Regions from separate parts of the Zea mays genome. Here region 1 is linked to region 2. Evidence: chromatin contacts called from public Hi-C data. All regions are on one chromosome and are shown on one strand. Each heading gives the region's core, a stretch centred on a gene start, on an enhancer-like site or on the middle of the called end of the contact. The rest is flanking DNA. Distances are from core to core; before and after follow the strand shown. Region 1 overlaps LOC103647359 (mediator of RNA polymerase II transcription subunit 25). Region 2 holds the start of LOC103647355 (leucine--tRNA ligase, cytoplasmic).

Region 1 (3,428 bases), core at 810-3,309, 480 kb before region 2:
TTTTTTTAAACTTCAGGTAGAGAGAATTTAACCCCTTTAGAAATGGACTGTATCAATTGCTGCGGATGCCCATTTTGAGCCATAGTTTGTTATCACCTTCAAAGCTGGAGTCTTACTTGTGCAGCTCTTTCGCTTTTTTGTTTTGACATTTCTCACTTTAACAATGTCTGACAGGGTTATAGGAGTGGAACAGCGTCTGAAACGTAAGTGTCTGATTTTTTGCAATAAACCTTACATTTTCTTGAATCTCTGTTATACAGTGTTTTCTGTTGATTACTATGATTGAGGTAAGTATTTCTTGTTAGTTGATGTTATGTTGTCGTTGTCCTTGTCTTGAAAGAAATGATACTAGAAATTTTCATTGGGTATGTTTAACAATGGAACCTTTTTGTGGTACTTTCGAATTATGCATCTAGACTTAGTAGGAAACTGAAAGCCGTACTTTCTGCATGCAGACTTGCAGCGGACTGGCCAGAAACAATGCAGATTGTTCGCCTCATAGCCCAGGAGCATATGAACAACAAGTTTGTTACTCATTCTTTTCAATGCCAACTTGTTGCATCATTTTCTTGTAAATGTGCTGTGAATGACATATTTACTTGGTTATTCTGCAGACAATATGTTGGCAAGGCAGACTTTCTAGTTTTTCGGACTTTAAATCACCATGGGTTTCTTGTACAACTACAAGAGAAGAAGCTGGTCAGTGCCTGAGTCTATTTCTTTTTAGTCTCTACTGTATTTAAGTGGGAAAATCGTTGTGCATTGGGTCTCCCTCAGCGCGGCGCAGCGCTCTCCCACGGGAAAAAAAATAAGAAAAAAGAGAGCATACTAGCGCTCGAACCGTGGCCCTCTTCTATAGATATTCTAAATATTGTGTTACACAGAGGATAAATATTGTAAATATATATACATACTAATACATTTAAATTTAAAAAAATATAATCATGCCACGTCGGACCGGGCCGGCACTATAGACTGAGACGGTGGCTCAGGCACGACATGGTTCTCAGGTCGGGCCGCGGTACTGTTAAATGGGCCGTGCCTTGGGTCAGTCTGCTAGACACGACCTATTTGGCTATCTATAGTACAATACCTTCTTTCTCACTATCTCTGATCTCGTGAGCGTGGAAAAAAGCGAGAGAAAAAACTTCATCTCATCTCACCACACATCCGGTTTAGACCGTGTTTGAATAAATATCTTATTTAAATAAGATTTATCTTTATGATATATAAAAACCGTAGCAACGCACGGACAACTAACCAGTAATTTTGTTATTTTGCTGCGGTTCATCTACTGTCGTTTCATACACTTAGTTTTCTGTCAGTTACTTTATACAGTTCTAATATCCAATTGGTCCTGGTTTCAGTGTGCTGTGATACAGTTACCATCGCAAACTCTGTTGCTGTCGATGGCTGACAAAGCAGGTCGTTTGATTGGCATGCTCTTCCCTGGGGTAATCTTGATTGTAGTTAAATTAATTAATGTTCTGCATAATTATCTGCATTTACTAAATGACCTTTTCCCAGGACATGGTGGTGTTCAAACCGCAGGCCTCAACTCAGCAGACACCAATGCAGCAACAGCAGCTACAGCAATTTCAACAGCAGCAGCAGCAGCTGCAACAACACATGCATATGCAGCCGCAAGGCCTCCCACTTCAGCAATCACAGATGCAACTCCAGCAACAGCAGCCGCAGATGCAACCGATGCAGCAGCAGCAACCTTCGCAGATGCAGCAGCAGATGCAATCGATGCAGCAGCAGATGCAGCCAATGCAGCAGCAAATGCAGCATCAACAGCAACAGATGCAGCATCAACAGCAACAGATGCAGCAAATGCAGCAGCAGCAGCAGCAACAACAACAACAACAACAACAGATACAGCCTCAGCAGCAACAGATGCAGCAAATGCAGCAGCAGCAGCAGCAACAGATGCAGCCTCAACAGCAACAGATGCAGCAAATGCAGCAGCAGCAGCAACAGATGCAGCCTCAACAGCAACAGATGCAGCAAATGCAGCAGCAGCAGCAACAGATGCAGCCTCAACAGCAGCAGCAACCCCAGATGGTGGGTACAGGAATGGGGCAGCAGTTCATGCAGGGGCACAATCGGGCAGTGCAGATGATGCAAGGGAAGATTACGCCACAGGGGCCGGGCAGCATGCCTGGGGGAGGCTTCCTACCTTAAGCACCTTTTATCAGCAGGCATCAGATGAATTGAGGGTTTACACTGACCCAAGTGTTGAGATGTCAACTTCATTTGACAGGGTTAGGGAATAGTCACTCGGGGAGTGTTGCTAAAACTTAATCTGAAAACTTAAGCATCCCTGTCACCGATAGGTAAATGCCAGATGTCCATGCATAGGTGCATACTTTATGATATGGTGGTGTACTCGTAATCTTGAGTGACTTTATGGCATTGTTGTACTAGCCGTAAACTATTAGGTATAACAGAATTATTATTTAAACTACAGTAAAATAAGTGACCTGTGTTGTTTAGGGTTTAAATGGTACGTTAAATAGGTAGTTGAATCATTTAAGCAGTTTAAACTGTCTAAACGATTTACATTGAATCGAGCTAAACATGATTAAATAAGCTAAACAACCATTTAATTCATACTTTATTCAATATTAGCATGATTAAATAAGCTAAACAATCATTTAATTCGTCGTTTAGTCAATATTAGCAAAATTGTTTGTTGCAATAGGAATGTAAGTAAAATAGACTGATGCATAAATTTTAGTATTTGATGATTAACATAATCATTTGAACTAATATTGCTTGCTAGTATTTTAAGTAACATTATTTATTAGTATTTATAGATATAGTTTAAAGGATGCAAAGTGTATTTGAATGAAGATAAATTGGTGGTATAAATGATCAAAACCTCAAGCAAGACATTGAAAAACGTGTTGAAGACCTTTTATAAGAATATGTAGATGCATCCGAATTGAACACAAAGATCATAAAAAACTAAGAGAACACTTTGAGCATATATTGGACTATAACTAACCCTAGCTGGCACAGGAGGAAAAACATCGACAAGGGCATAAGACCATATGCTACACTGTTCATGCTTACAGGAGCGTTAGATCGATCCTGTTCAAGGGTTAGGGTCGTTGGGCCATTGAAGACAGAGACCGACGGTCACTAGAGAGGTTTCAGAGAGGGAAACCGAGCGCCAGACCCACTAATGTTGACACAGTAATGACAAGTTCCTTCTTCTGCGAATATGAGATAGACCGACAGCCGGTACGTGACTAAGGGACTGTGGGAACAGCGAAAGACCGGATTCTAAGATATAGGCCAATCAAAAGGAAGATGGTGAAAGACCACCACAAAGAGACCCTCGCTCACGCCTTAGTTGCGCAACCAGTGCCGTCTCAGATTTCATCAGTGCCTTCTCTACCTCAGTCGACTGAGTGGCT
Region 2 (2,984 bases), core at 117-2,616:
GGCCGGACGGTCCGCACGTGCGTAGGGGCGGCGGAAGATCGCCGACGGCGCCTGGATCTCGCTCCCGGGAGGGACCCCGTCGGGGAGGAGAGATCCTAGGAGTTGTCTAGGCTCGGGCAGGCCGACCTAGACTCCTCTAATCGACGTAGAGTCGAGGAGAGGCGGAGAATTTGGGGATTGGAATACTAAACTAGGGCTAAACTAGAAATAGACTAGAACTACTCCTAATGCATAAGGTAAAAACGAGTAATAGACTTGATTTGTTCGATTGTTGGGGGTTCAATCGGCCGTAGCCCTTCATCTATATAAAGGGGGAGGTCTGGATCCGTTTCCAACTGTTTCCCGAGTTAATCCCGCGGTTTTAGGTAACAAATCCCGCGAGAAACTAGGAACCCTAACTGACTCTGCGCGCGCGGACCGTCCGCGTCACCACCGCGGACAGTCCGGACCGCGGACCGTCCGGCCTCGGGGCCGGACCGTCTGCACTGCTCTTTTTAGAGCTCAACAGCCGCTCACTAATAGGCAGCTTAAAATGGGCCGCTCACATACTATAAGACACTTTACGAGAAGAAGTATTAAATATATAGATTATATTATGGAATAATTATTATATGAGTAGACTTTTAGTCAGTTATATGTGACATTATAATATTATAAAGCCTATTATGATCTATACTATTAAACTTGCTATTATGTGACGCACTGCATATAAAACTAGTGTTTTAAAGAAGCAGACCCTTAGGGAGACCGATTATTAATAGATAAAGGGCCTGTTTGTTTACCTCCCAGATTATATAATCTGGATTAAATAATCCTAAGAGACAAACAAACAGTCTAGCTTATTTGCCCAGATTATATAATCTAAGCCCTTGGATTATGATAATCCATAAGCAAGTGAGGAGGTGCTTATTTCAGATTATTTTTTTCCCACTTCCCACTACCCTTTCAAGTTTCCTAGAAATTACCCACCATTGCCATTATAATCTACCGAATCGTTTTTGCGCCTATCGGATCGGAGAAGCCTGCCACCCAACAGAAACACGCCAGATAATCTGGGTAAACAAACATGACTACTCAGATTATATAATCCAAATTATATAATCCAGATTATATAATCCTGCAAAAATAATCCAGATTATATAATCCATTGGGGTAAACAAACAGTCCCAAAGTCCATTTTTCGACCCCCAACTTGCACAAAGGTCTAATTTTAAACCCTATACTACCAAATAGGGTACCAAACACCCCCCTGAAGGCATCCCAACAGCTCCTTAATTTCATTCCCAAATTCATGTTTTAGGAAAAAAACAAGAAAACAAGCACTCCAACAATTCCCTAATTACCTTCCCTTTCCTCCCGCGCGCGCAAAAACCCAGTCGCGCGCCCAGATATCCGCCGTCCTCCCTCGACCGCCGTCGTTCGTCTGCTCGACCCTCGTCCCTTCATCTCCTCGACGACGACGACCTTCATCCAGGCCACGCCCCTCGTCGCCGAGACACCGCCGGCAAACATCCAACACCTCGACGACATATCTAGGAGGCAGCCCCGGTCGGAAGTTGCGGCCCACTAGAGGCCCATCGTCGGGCCCAGCCCCAACCCTAGCTCCAGCCGCCGCTTGGCTCTCCTGCTGTCCGTCCTGGTACCGCGCGGCCGCACCACCTCTCCAGGCTCCAGCTCCAGCGCCGCAGCGCGCTCGCCCGCGGCCCGCGCCTCCTGCTCCTGCCCTCCTCTGTCCTCTCCAGGCTCCAGCTCGCCCGTCAGGCCGCCACCGCCAGGCGCTCGCCCGCCAGCGCGCTCGCTCGCCAGGCCGCCACCGCCAGGCGCAGCCGCCCACAGCGGCCACAGCGCGCTCGCCCCGTCGCCCGCCACCGCCAGGCGCCAGCCGCGGAGCGCCGGAGGCCCGGAGCCGCAGGCCGCCGCAGCGCTCGCCCGGAGCCGCAGGCCGCAGCGCGCTCGCCCGCAGTGGTGTCGTCGTGCTCACCTACGAGCTCCGCGACCGCATCGTTAAGCTGGTAAGCTCCCTCTACCCGTAGAAGCTTGTTTAGATCTCTGTGAATGCCAAATTTATTGATTTCTGATTCACTCCATTTCATTAAGAAAACTACGGACCGAGGAATCTTTTGATTGAGCAATCACATAGTGCTTGCTAACTATTTCTAGCCCTTTGATACTTTTGCATGTGTGTTACTGAGACATCCTATCTTGGTTGTGCAACCATTAAAATATGCAAATCTTACCCCATAAGTGACAAACGTTGCCTGGTTGTCTGCCATGGTAACTGTCTTTTTGACATCGCCCGAGAAATGATATGTACCTTACTCATCTAACTTGTCCCTTACACCCACCATATTTGATCACACCGAATGTTTACTAGCTTTGAGGTTGGTGGCATGAGTGTCTCAAATATAAAGGATGTTTTATATTCCTCAAAACTACAGTTAGACAAATTTCTATAATTGATCACATAATATGGTCTGAACAAAAAAAATACATTCTATTATATAAAGCCGGCATTCAAAACGACACCTAACTTATGTGGTGTCCTCTCAATGGTGGTGACTTAACTGAATAGTTTGCACTGAACAGATGTTTTGTTGGTATGGGTAATTTATTGGATGGTTTTGATTCAGGTTTACTAGCTTACCCACGCACGGCCGCCGCCGCCTCACGCACGCAGCAGCCGGCCAGCCGCGGTACGTTCTCCAGGTCGTGCCGACGTCCGACGACAAAGAAGGCCCTGGGGGCGCTGGCGCGCATCGCGAGTCCCCTCGCCGGCAAGTATATTTGCAAGCAGACCCTCGAGCTCGTGCGTTTAGGTTCTCATACTTGTTTCTTGGTCCTGTTCGATTATGTACGAGCCTGCTTTCTGTTTAGGATTCTTCTCATTTGGTCGTGATGATTGATTGTGGTCGAATTTGCAGCCTCGGAGGGCAAGTTCCCGAACCGGGGAATCAAGGACGTCGTCAGGAGCATCTGTTGCGGGA

What was found. Hi-C and Micro-C count contacts between places; a contact is called where the count stands out from the background.
Region 1: a Hi-C map of tassel shows a contact between it and region 2, with 2.9 times the contacts expected there. The contact joins the enhancer-like site here to the promoter of LOC103647355 in region 2. A contact is called at or near these places in 2 of 25 Hi-C or Micro-C datasets (ear and tassel).

What each region holds. Positions count from the first base shown.
Region 1 is chr2:178,589,477-178,592,904 of Zm-B73-REFERENCE-NAM-5.0, reverse strand. It overlaps LOC103647359 (mediator of RNA polymerase II transcription subunit 25), which reads left to right. Exons shown (of 15, transcript XM_008671901.3): 11 at 175-203; 12 at 456-524; 13 at 615-699; 14 at 1,368-1,454; 15 at 1,528-2,507. The coding sequence ends at 2,187. Among protein-coding and RNA genes, the nearest start is that of LOC103647359, 13 kb to the left of the region's middle. Within about 2 kb of position 2,059, at least 3 of the 20 cell types and tissues checked have an H3K27ac peak or open chromatin away from gene starts, as enhancers often do. A contact at or near this core is called in ear and tassel, where this site is marked.
Region 2 is chr2:178,106,654-178,109,637 of Zm-B73-REFERENCE-NAM-5.0, reverse strand. LOC103647355 (leucine--tRNA ligase, cytoplasmic) reads left to right here and starts at 1,366. Exons shown (of 4, transcript XM_008671898.4): 1 at 1,366-2,012; 2 at 2,631-2,816; 3 at 2,922-2,984.